Linked DNA regions of Gossypium hirsutum: region 2 is linked to region 1. Evidence: chromatin contacts called from public Hi-C data. All regions are on one chromosome and are shown on one strand. Each heading gives the region's core, a stretch centred on a gene start, on an enhancer-like site or on the middle of the called end of the contact. The rest is flanking DNA. Distances are from core to core; before and after follow the strand shown.

Evidence for each region. A called contact is a pair of places that touch in the nucleus more often than the background predicts.
Region 2: a contact with region 1 is called in a Hi-C map of leaf, with 2.3 times the contacts expected there. The contact joins the promoter of LOC107886095 here to the enhancer-like site in region 1. A contact is called at or near these places in 8 of 34 Hi-C or Micro-C datasets (callus, hypocotyl, leaf and 1 more).

What each region holds. Positions count from the first base shown.
Region 1 is chrA12:103,818,188-103,823,520 of Gossypium_hirsutum_v2.1, forward strand. No RefSeq gene overlaps it. Among protein-coding and RNA genes, the nearest start is that of LOC107888015, 9.4 kb to the left of the region's middle. Within about 2 kb of position 3,749, at least 5 of the 9 cell types and tissues checked have an H3K27ac peak or open chromatin away from gene starts, as enhancers often do. A contact at or near this core is called in hypocotyl and leaf, where this site is marked.
Region 2 is chrA12:103,852,410-103,858,189 of Gossypium_hirsutum_v2.1, forward strand. It overlaps LOC107886095, which reads left to right and starts at 2,883. Exons shown (of 6, transcript XM_041083502.1): 1 at 2,883-3,302; 2 at 4,608-4,825; 3 at 5,167-5,313; 4 at 5,604-5,780. The coding sequence starts at 4,715.

The DNA.
Region 1 (5,333 bases), core at 2,499-4,998:
TGAAGAAAAGAAAACAACAAGAAAAGAGGGAATTTCAAGGGCAACATACGACCTTTGGGAATTTTAAGGCTTCTTTTCTAATGGTATCTTTCAAATGGGCATGCAATTCCTTTGTTTTTTTATCAAACTTTCGGCCACATTATTGAACCCAAATATTTACCCTCTCGCAACTTGCTATACATTTTTATGATTAATACTGTTTACATTCCTCCTGTATTTTTCTACCCATCACATCACTACCCTTTTGTTTTTTTACAGTAATATCGTCTACATAAAATGGGGAATAGCTAGAATTTAGTTAGGGTAGATAGGAGTTTTGACTCCTTTTAATAAATGAAACTATGTCATATTCCCTCACTATCTATTTCTCTTACTTTAATTTACCTTTTTTTTTTAAACAGATATTTTAATTTATTTTTTTTTTATTTCAAAGGCTAACATTTTCTTTTTGAGTATAAATAAGAAATGTTATTATCTGTTTTATGGTACGAATATAATTCTATTTGGATTGAAATAATATTTAAATAGAATTGCTTTTGATAATGTTAACTAGAAAATTCGAAATTGATTTTAAATATTTTTCAAAACAGTCAATATTTTACAAGAAATGTAGTAAATTTGTGGGTTTAAATCCAAACATTTCTTTTCCACAATCTTCTTTTTGCTGTAATGGAAAGGTGATAATTAAGTTTATTTTATTTAATAAATGGTCAATAATTTTACAGTAACAAAGACATTTCAACAGCATCTAAATGTAAAGAAAAAAGAAACCTAATATCAAATCGAGCCAGTATTCTTGAAAACGTTTCGACAGTAATGAAGCAGTGAGTACGATAGGACCAAAAGCATGGGACATGGTGCGTCTCATGCAAAAGGTGGTCCATCAAAAGCTGGTTATTGTCCCAGACCAAACCCTTGGACACCATTGTCAAAAGAAAACAAAAGGACAAGGGGAAACAAAAGGTCCCCTTTCCATCAGTTACCACCTAAATAAATTAGACGTATATATGCGGCATCGATACAGTTCGAAATTGAACCCTAGAAGCCTTTTTCCCTTTTCTGTCATTTCAATTTTTCTTCAGCATCAGTTTAATGCGGAGTTGCATGAAAGACAACATAAGCAAACTGACAGCTACTTCCTAGCTTTGGTATCAAACAAATTTTCAGTCAATTAATGGAACACCATGCTGTCGGTCACCTATTGCTTTTAATTACAAGTTTTCCTATGCACTCTGACCTGTTTCGTTTATTGTCATAGGAGATTCCAGAAATCTCTAAATTGGTAACAAACTTATCTCAAATTTAACTAGCTTCATGTGATTACATGTCTAGCAAGTTCGTAATTTTGATTTTTTTATTTATTTTAATGTAATAAATTTATTTACATTAGTTGCATGTTCTATTATCAGTTGCAACTCACTTTGCAACAGATCGATTATGCAATTTAACAATTTTTTTATTGAAATATCTAGGTTTAATTCTTACATCCTTTAAGAATTTTGAGTAGTAATTATATGAATTGATCCACGATGAGTATCACGCAAAAAGATTATACGGAAACTTTACATGTGATTGTGTTTCAATAAATGAAGAGATTTGATTTTTATTAAAGTCTAACACTTGAAGATCTCCAATGATTTGATTTCAATGTATAAGACTTATTCAAACACATTTCAAGGAAATATACGTTTTCATTGATTAAAAGGTTGTAAGCCTATAATACCTAATTAAAGAAGCCTCGCTTAGTTATTGAGTAATAACACTTCTTTGTTCGTTGTTAGTATCATGTTTTCAAGTAGAAGTCTTGGTAGAATAAAGTGATCTTAGATTGATATATAAAAGTGAAGGTTCTAACTTGATGAGTGAAATACGTTTAAACCACATATTTTACTGCAAATTGATAAGACCGAATAGGACTAGAAATACTTTAGAATTGGGTAAACAATTTCTATACCCACACCTATTTTTACTCTTTTTCCGATCTTTATGTTTATTATTATTCTTTCAATCATTTCTAACTTAAATTTATTAATCTAATTAGATAAAGAAATTCAATTTTGGTATAGAGCAAATTTTGTTGAGATTTAAAAAAATTAAGAATAATAAGATGAGATCCAATAGGTTAATTGTTTAATTAGATTCCATTAACTACCACATTTCATAAAGTATTGTGTAATTATTTGCGGTGACATTTTTCAAGCTGGAAGATTGCTCAAACAGGCTATCCTAGAAATAAACTTATAGGGCCATCGCTATCCAAAATAAATACTCAATTTCTGTTCATGTTGACCATTGAGTGTCTATTATTATTATTTATTACCCCCAATTTTTAAACTCATCATGTGAAGCATATTATGTTAAAAAAGTAGTTCGCAAGTCCTAATCATTCCAGAACTATGGGTTTTTTTCTTTTGTGATTGTTAGTTCACTTCCAAATCATGAAAATTTTGAGAAAACTATCTAGTCAGCACTAAAAATACTATACTTTTTCACCACCCAACTTTGCAATATAATTATAATCAAGCGTGCGTGATTGAGAGAGGTAAAAAGGTCAAGATCAAGACTTGGTTTGAAGGGATAAGTTAATAAAAGGGAAGACATGGACCTCCTCTATCAAGCATTTAATGACTGTGTCTTTTGTTTTGGGTGTGATCATGTACACGAAGGTGACCAATTGGGCCTAAAAGGATAACTTATTTAAAGGAAAACATATATCAGCCTCTGTCTGGACTGGTTTAGATTTATTGAGAATGATATTCTAACAATTGATCACCAAGTTAATTTTTAAAATCAATAACTCCCTGGCTCAGGTGTTGTGCTCAGAGCCAAGTTGAACCTGTTGATGTTTTCACTGCACATTATTGACATCGTTATGATTCATTCATTCAAATATATTCTATGGTTTTAATGAGTTGGAACTCACTTTGCTGTCCTTTGCCTACTCTCAAAGGGCTTTTTCTGTTCTCTATCCACCCATCAACTCGTCATAATTAAAGACAATCCTTGAGATTAATGCAAGAGATTCACGACAAAGAGAAAGGAAGATGGTGACATATAATCCTGGGATTCTATGGTGAATTACACGCATATATAGCCAATGAGGAGATTTAGGAGGATTCAATCGGTGGAAACAGCGTAATTGGCATATACGGATTTGAATATCTGTTAAATGTACTTTTAAAATGATTGTTTTGGTTTTGGATAAAGATTAAGAAGAGAATATCAAGTGGAATTAATAAAACTGATCTGAACCTAATCCACTTCCAGAAAAACTGATGTTGCTCTGTTACCTGAAAAACGCAGTTTGATTAATTATTAAGACAAGTGTGATTAGTATAATATGTCTAGAAGTTTGTTCCCTTTCAGTTGGTGATCATTAAACAAATCCTCAAAGTAGTAATAAATAAATAGAGGCAAGTAAATTATGGTGGAGAGATAGAACATATAATTGCACATGCACATGATGCGGCAGGGCCGTTTGAGGAAATAAACTAAGTGTTGTTGACGATAATGTTGGTTTGGTGCTCAACAAAGTTAATGTCCTGTATTTGTTGCAGACATTATATATATTACCTGAAAACCATACTCGACCGTCAAGATCAAGGCACCAACCGCAGTTATGTCGTATTTTAGATCCTTGTGATCCTCATTTTGATAATCCAACCCTTAAAGAGTGGGCTGCTCAACATTGGTCCAAAGCTCTTGGAATTGACCAATGTTCGTTTCATATCACTGCACCAGTTTTCTTTGAAGAATTGTGGGCCAAAAGGTCCAAGAAGGATGCTGGATCCCTGCAATCAAAGATAAGCTTGCTAACATCTTAGAATATGGTGTTTTTTTGTATATCATTTATCCTCATAAAACATTTAGTTTTAGCAAAGCATGGTTAACAACAAAAATTTAATGAATTTGGATCAAACAAATTGGAGCTGATGAAGATTATGCAAGTGCACACACCCATTATTGGCAAGCTTTTGGATTGAGAAGAACGAGCTCGACAGCTGCTCTTCATAATAATATTCTATTCTTTTCTACACTTTCATCCCCATGCAGAACCCGAAGCTAGGCCTGCCCCAAAACCTCAAGTTGCTCACTTGTATGGCCTGCCTTCACTTTTCCACTTCAATGGATGCGTTACTCGTATTGCCATAATTTGTCAAATTCTTTTAAAGGAATTAAAAGGTCTAACGAAACTATTTTGACACTTAAAAAAGCCTAAAAACATCAACAAAATTCTCAATAATGGCTTGTAAGTTTGCACTTGAAATATGTCAAGAAAATTGGTTTAGTTCTTAAGGGCATTTTTTTTTTCCTTTATGCAGAATTTACCATATAAATACATAGTTTTAAGATCAGAACTAAACCCAACGGCATTTGCTATTAGTTTAGAATATTTGATATTTTATAACATCTGTCTTGTCAATTAATATTTTAAATCTATAATTGTTTAATTATTTTAATAAGAGCATGATTCTGTATGATGAATTATGCAATTCTTTGTTACATGAATATGTAATCGAGTCTCAAAGAATTTAATTTGTATGTTTTTGTTTGCTAAAATTGGTTTTTTCTAGCTTTTTATGCTATTAATAAATTAAATTTTAGGCGCTTCATTATAAGGTTGTTAGTTAATAAGATAAATAATGTTAACAAGCTTCCTCTTGATTATTGAGGGAGGTAAGAAGAGATTGGTTGTTAGGTGCGATGTCAACAACTATAACTAATTTATTGAAGAATAATGAATTTTATCTTTGTATCGATGATCAAACTTATAAATCAAAACTAAGATTTCACTATGTTAGAATTAAGTGACCCAAATCCTTTTTTAAATAAAATATAGTGATAAAATAAAATAAAAAGTAAAATCCATATAGAACTACACTTCTTTTATTTTATTTAGAATAAGGTTTTTTAAACATTATTAAACTCCATCTATTTGATATTGATTAGAATAAGGTGTTTCAATCTTACTACACTTCTATTAGAATATGGTTTTACAAGCCTATAAATAGATATAGTGTAACACCCCTTACCCGAGACCGTCTCCGGAATCGAGTACGAGATGTCATCCAATTTAACTTACCGATTCGGAGCATAAAAATTTGCTTTTAAAATTAAATTCACTGTTCATAACAACACTGTCCACCTGCGCAACTGTCACTAATTTAATTATAACTTGAGTTACGAAACTCAAAATTTAAATCCGTAAATTTGCCGTGAAACTAGACTCATATTCCTACTTACCATAAAAGTTTCAGAATTTTTGACTTAGCACATTAGTACAGTTTATTCATTAAAGTATCCCCTGTTTCACAGCTCGACAGATCTGACCT
Region 2 (5,780 bases), core at 1,633-4,132, 33 kb after region 1:
AACACTATTTGATAAAATAAACAATTAATTATGAAATATGCTCAAATCTCATAAAATCATAATCTGATTCCAATATTGTGATTGAAGGATAAAATGAAGTAAATGATACTTAATTCCGGTACTTTATCCCAACCCACCACCATTTAATACCACGTCATTGTGTTTTAAAACACTGTGACAACAAGCCATCAATTACCAACTCCAGCGCCGAACTTAAAAAGGTTAAAAATACACAATTATGCAAAAGCTATTTAACCATGTTAGGCATTGATCTGAAGTTAACCAAAAACTAACAGCTAAACCATGATCATCTTCATGTCCAAAAATAGAAGAAAGAAAAATAAAGTACAGGAATATTCCTACCTAATGAATTTTTGGTTTTAACCAAAGGAAAACGAAAATTACATTTAACACGGTTCAACATTTTCCCAATAAATTCCGGCAGTGCAATGCAGTCCCGGTAGACATTGTAATGTCTACTCCAGACAAGGACAGCATCCTATTCGTAAATATTATCATCAATTTTTGTTCATTTTCATAAACAAATAGGATAAATTTTTAACATAGTCACTTTTATTTAGCTTAAGTTATATTTTAATTACTTATATTTAAAATGTTATGTTCTAGTTACCCGCATTATCGTTTTGTTATGAAATGGTTACTCTGTCCTTAAGATCTGTTACTTCCCAAATGACAGTTCAATGTGACAATTAAATTTAATTTTAAATGCCAGCATGGATGTCCAGTTGGGATGAAAAAAGTTAAATTTTTTTTTATGGAAATAGAATACAAAATTTAGTCTTAAAACTCAATTTTCTCCAATTTAAAAAGAAGTAACAATTGGATTCTTTTTGTAACAATTAGAGAAAAGAATAGCAAAACGACAAAGAAGATGAATAAATTGACACATCAACCTCTATACTTAATTACAATTGTGGTTGCCCACAATATACAAATAAACAAATATGAAGTGTGTCCTTTTTGTCTGTCACAATATAGAAAAATATAAAAAATGGACCACCTTTTTACAAAAAAAAATACATAATATATGAACTCAAAGCCCATGTAAAGAACAAAAAAACTCATTACCTACTGTTATTCATGACTGAACCTTCTATTGAGTCGATCTTTTATTCTTTCATTTTGAATAAAAAATCAAATAATTTAAAATGGAAACAAAAATTTTAAAAAAAATGAGACCGAAGTTTTTTTTTTATTTCAAAGAATAATATGATGCATTAGTTTTGATTATCAAATTAACATCTTCCTTTAATTAATTTAGAAAATTCAATTAATTCAATTTATTTAATTAAAAATTAATTAATTTATTTGCCTAGACATCTATGTTGGCATTTAAAAGTCATTTTAACTATCAAGTCAGATTGTCATTTGAGAGGTAACATACCTTAAAGATAGACTAACCATTTCGTAACAAAATAATATTATAAATAATAAAAATATGATACTTCAAATATATGTTACTAAAATATAACTTGATACAAATAAAAATAATTATTTTAATAGTTTACCCTAAATAAATAATAATATTATAAAAATTATCATAGTTGCGAGTATCGTTATTTTCGTTATTGAAAAAGACTTGTCTTTTTCCATTTCCCCTTTCTCCAAAATTCAGACTTTCATCACTTTGCCTCCCCCCAAATCCTTCAAACCCATCCACACTGCATTCTGACCCGGAAACCTCCTCGCTCCACTATTCTACCCGGGTCGGGTCAATAAGGGTAATCATACGCGCTGCTACTGCGTTTGGACTTACCATTTGAAGCAACTTGCTGCATGGATGTACGTTAGCTGTATTTGATCGTTGGTTTCTGTTTATCCTCATAGTTATATAATAATAAAAAAATCCTTCCACCCCGACCGTTTTCGCATTTCTCAAAAAAGCCTTCACTCAAATAAAATTTATGATTAAATTTTTGTATTATTCCTTATTATATACCTCTAATTCTGATTAACTTTTTGAATGGAATTCTGATAAACTTTTACAGAAATACAAAATAAATAAATATTTGAGATAAATTTATTAAAATTTTTTTTTGTAGAAATCGGAGTGTTCACTTAAGGTAATAATAATGATTAATTTAAAAGTAAATGAAGAGCACATTTTAAATTAATAATGTTTTCAATCATTTTTAATATATGGATTGTATTTAAAATTAAAAAAATGATTATTAAATTTTATAATAAGATGGGTAAAGAAATGCATGGTCCCACCGATAATATTATTATAATATAATGTCCCCTCTTAACCTCTCACTTTCAAGTACAAATCGTATGCATTCATGTCTAACCAACTTGTTCATATGCAAGTAAAAGGTAAGTCATAAATATTCTTTAATTACCACATTAATGACTGAATTAATTTCCAAGTTTTCTATTTCAACTGAATAATATAAATCGGGCATCTCGGAATAAGGATGGGCACTGGCGGTGGACCAACTGGGGTTACAAAATTAAATGGTTTATACTTTAAAACAAGCAACTATTAATGGAGGGATAAAAACGTAAAATAAAATAAAAATCAATTTAATTACAATTTACCATCCCGGAGCTTTCATCTATTGATTGAATTTTAAATTATAATTTATTGAACATATATTCGTAATAGTGTTATTTACAAATAATAATACTAGTAGCAGCTAGCAAATGTTTATAAGTATAGTTTAATATATTTAATTAGTATTACATTTCCTTTCCTAATTGAATACTAAATTTGTATTTAATATTAGAAAAATGAGTTTAATTAAAATTTGAACTAATCTTTGTAAGATAAACAAAAAAGTAAACATTGTCAAAACCCTAAAAAGAAAAGAAACCCAGTGGAGTCCCAAAGATTATATAATATGTGTGAGAGAGAAAGAGACAGAAAGTGAATATAAATAGCAGCATAAAAAGAAACAATGATGTGCTGCAACAATCTCTTCTCAAATATAAAAAGAAAATGAGAATTTTTTTTTATCTTCTCTCCTCCCTCTTTCAATTTTCTTTTCCTTTCTTTCTCTTTTAGTTTCTTTCTATTTGGTCCCAAACCCGTGATCTGATTCCTTTTCATTTCTTTTTTTTTTTTAACATATCATCTCTTTCGTCTAACTGCATTGAGTTTTTAGTAGTTGAGATTCTTGGGAATTGTTTTTTTTTTCTTTTAACATCTTTATTGTGATCTGGTTAATACAGTTGGGTCACTTGTTTCTGGGAAGAACCACAAAGTGGAAAGTAGAGGGTTTTCTTTATCTCATGGCGGAATGTTTTTAAATTTATTTTTGTGGATTATTTGTCTCCTGGTGAGTTCTTTCTCCCTCTATATTTCTGGGATTTCGTGGTCATATTTTAAGCTTTTTTCTCTTTATTGTTTATGTGTTCATGTCTTGTTAGTTTTTCTGTTTCTTTCTTTAATGCTTCATGTCTTTGCTTTTTATGAGGTTGGCTTTTTGTTTTACTAAGCGTTGATATAATCACCAATTATTAGGATTTAACATCAAGTTCTGTTCCTCTCGGTAGATTCCGTTTCGAGGTAATCATAATCAAGTTTCTTGTTCTTTTTCTAAAAGGCGTATAAATATAAGCAGAATGTGGCTTCAATGGCTTGTTTTATAGGTTAAAATTTTACCCAGATTCATCTGCATGTTTCAACAATGGACTAGTCACTACATTAGTTATGTCTGAATGGAAGCAAAAAAAAAAGAGAGACCTTTTTATGGTAAATATCTACAGACCCGCATCTATTTTTAATCACATACTTGTCCATGCTTGTTTCATAAGATTGTTGTATGTGATCGTGAGAAGTGACTTCAATGTTCTCCTGGCGCTGTGTGTTTCAGCCACCTAATTTTCTCCTCAGCTGGTAATTGTTGGATCATAGGGAAAAGTTTCTTATGGATGAAGCTTAGTTGAGCCTTTAAGTTATCTTTTAGAAATACGCTATTTCAACGTTTATATATGAATTAAATCTGTAATTCTGAAGGATGCCATTGTGTCATAATATCCTACAAATAGCACTGTTTCAGTGGGAAACAGCTAAGAAAATGCATTGATGTATGATGCTGATGTTAGTCAGTAATTCTTCCATTTATAACATAGATATTTTCGCCATTTCTTCAGAGTCCTTGCTATTGGCTACTTTGGTTTTCTTCTTTAGTAATAATTCTAAATTTGCCAATTACACCTCATATTGACCAAACAAATTTGTGTAGTTGGAAATATTAATAAGGTTAAACTGTTCTATAGCAAAGTATAGCAGTAGTTAGAATTATGGCTAAAATCTTGCAATGACTATAATCAGTTGGCGTTTCGGTTTAAATATGTTGTTTGAATGGACAAGGCAAGGTTAAATTCTATGTTTTTATAATGAAATTGATGGAATGTTTTCAAATTTCATCTGATAATTCTTAAACATGATTTTTTCTAGACGTGTTTCTCACACGGAAAGACCGTTGTCTTTCCAAGATTGGCTGCCTTATTGGCTATTATCATTTTCCCTGAATGGCAACCTTATTGATTACTAGTGGTAGTCATTATGGCAACCTTATTGATTACTAGTGGTAGTCATTATCTTATCACCGTGGTTTCTATGTGACAACTGTGTGCAGAAATGGAGAGCAAAGGAACATGTGAAACATCTTTTCAAGACTCATTTATTCGAGGATGCAAGATCTGATATCAATTGAGGTATTTGTTTCATTCTTCTGAGGAAAAGATGTTGATGCTGGGAGATTTTGATTTGAATTCAGTGCAACGATACACTGATTCACTTAAAGATATTTTCAAACTGACGATGCTCGATCAGGAGATCATATTCAGAAATCAGGTACAAGGATACCTTCTCGGCTCATTACTTGTTAGTTTGCTAAAATTTTCTATTCTGAATTTGCCATAAAGTCAGGCCAGGATTTGATGCTTATTAATAATGTCCCTTTGTTGGGCACACTTTTGACGATCTTGGTGTGGAAACTTTTGGCTTAAACTTTGTGGTGTTAATTTTATAGCTTTCAAACTGGATGAGTTTACATGATTTGGATTTATACTTTAATATATTGCTTTTACTGAAAGGGTGGACAATGAGGCCATGCATGTCAAAATCTGATGCATAAAGAAACACGATTCTACCCTCACTTTAGATGCTTATATTCTTGCTATTGGTTTTATCAGGTCCACGAGCTCCATCGTTTATATAGTGTTCAGAAGACTCTAATGAAGGATCTTCACCTGCAGGAGCATGAAACATACAATTTATGGAAAGAAAATGACCAATCGTGGTCCCAAGAAACCAGACTCCCTGCAGATTCAATTCCCATGGTAATAGAGGCTACTGTCTTTTTGACTGTTAGAAAGTTGACCTCCAAAGATGCTAAAGTGATTTTCAATTTATTAGTTAGAGAACAAAGGCTTTTGAAGTTTGGAATATGATGCCATGTAATCGAGATATGGTAGTTCTTTTTCTTTTCTTTTTTCTTTTTTTTTTTGTCATAGAAGAAATCTGGTTAAGAGTTTTCACTTCTGCATGAATTATCATAACTTTTTATTGTTTGGAAGTGATCTAGTTGACAGGCTAACTGATTTATGCCTTTTCTCTTTGAAATGTTCAGTTGGGCTCAAGATTATCATCAAGTCAGAAGTTGTTAGGTGAGTGGAAGGGCAACAATTACCATAAGTTTCAGCGAGGACCTTTCGATCTTCAACTTTTATCTGATCAATATACAAATCTTGGTGATGATAATCTTCTAAATAAAAGAAAGGTTGGGGATCACTTAAAAGAAGCCATC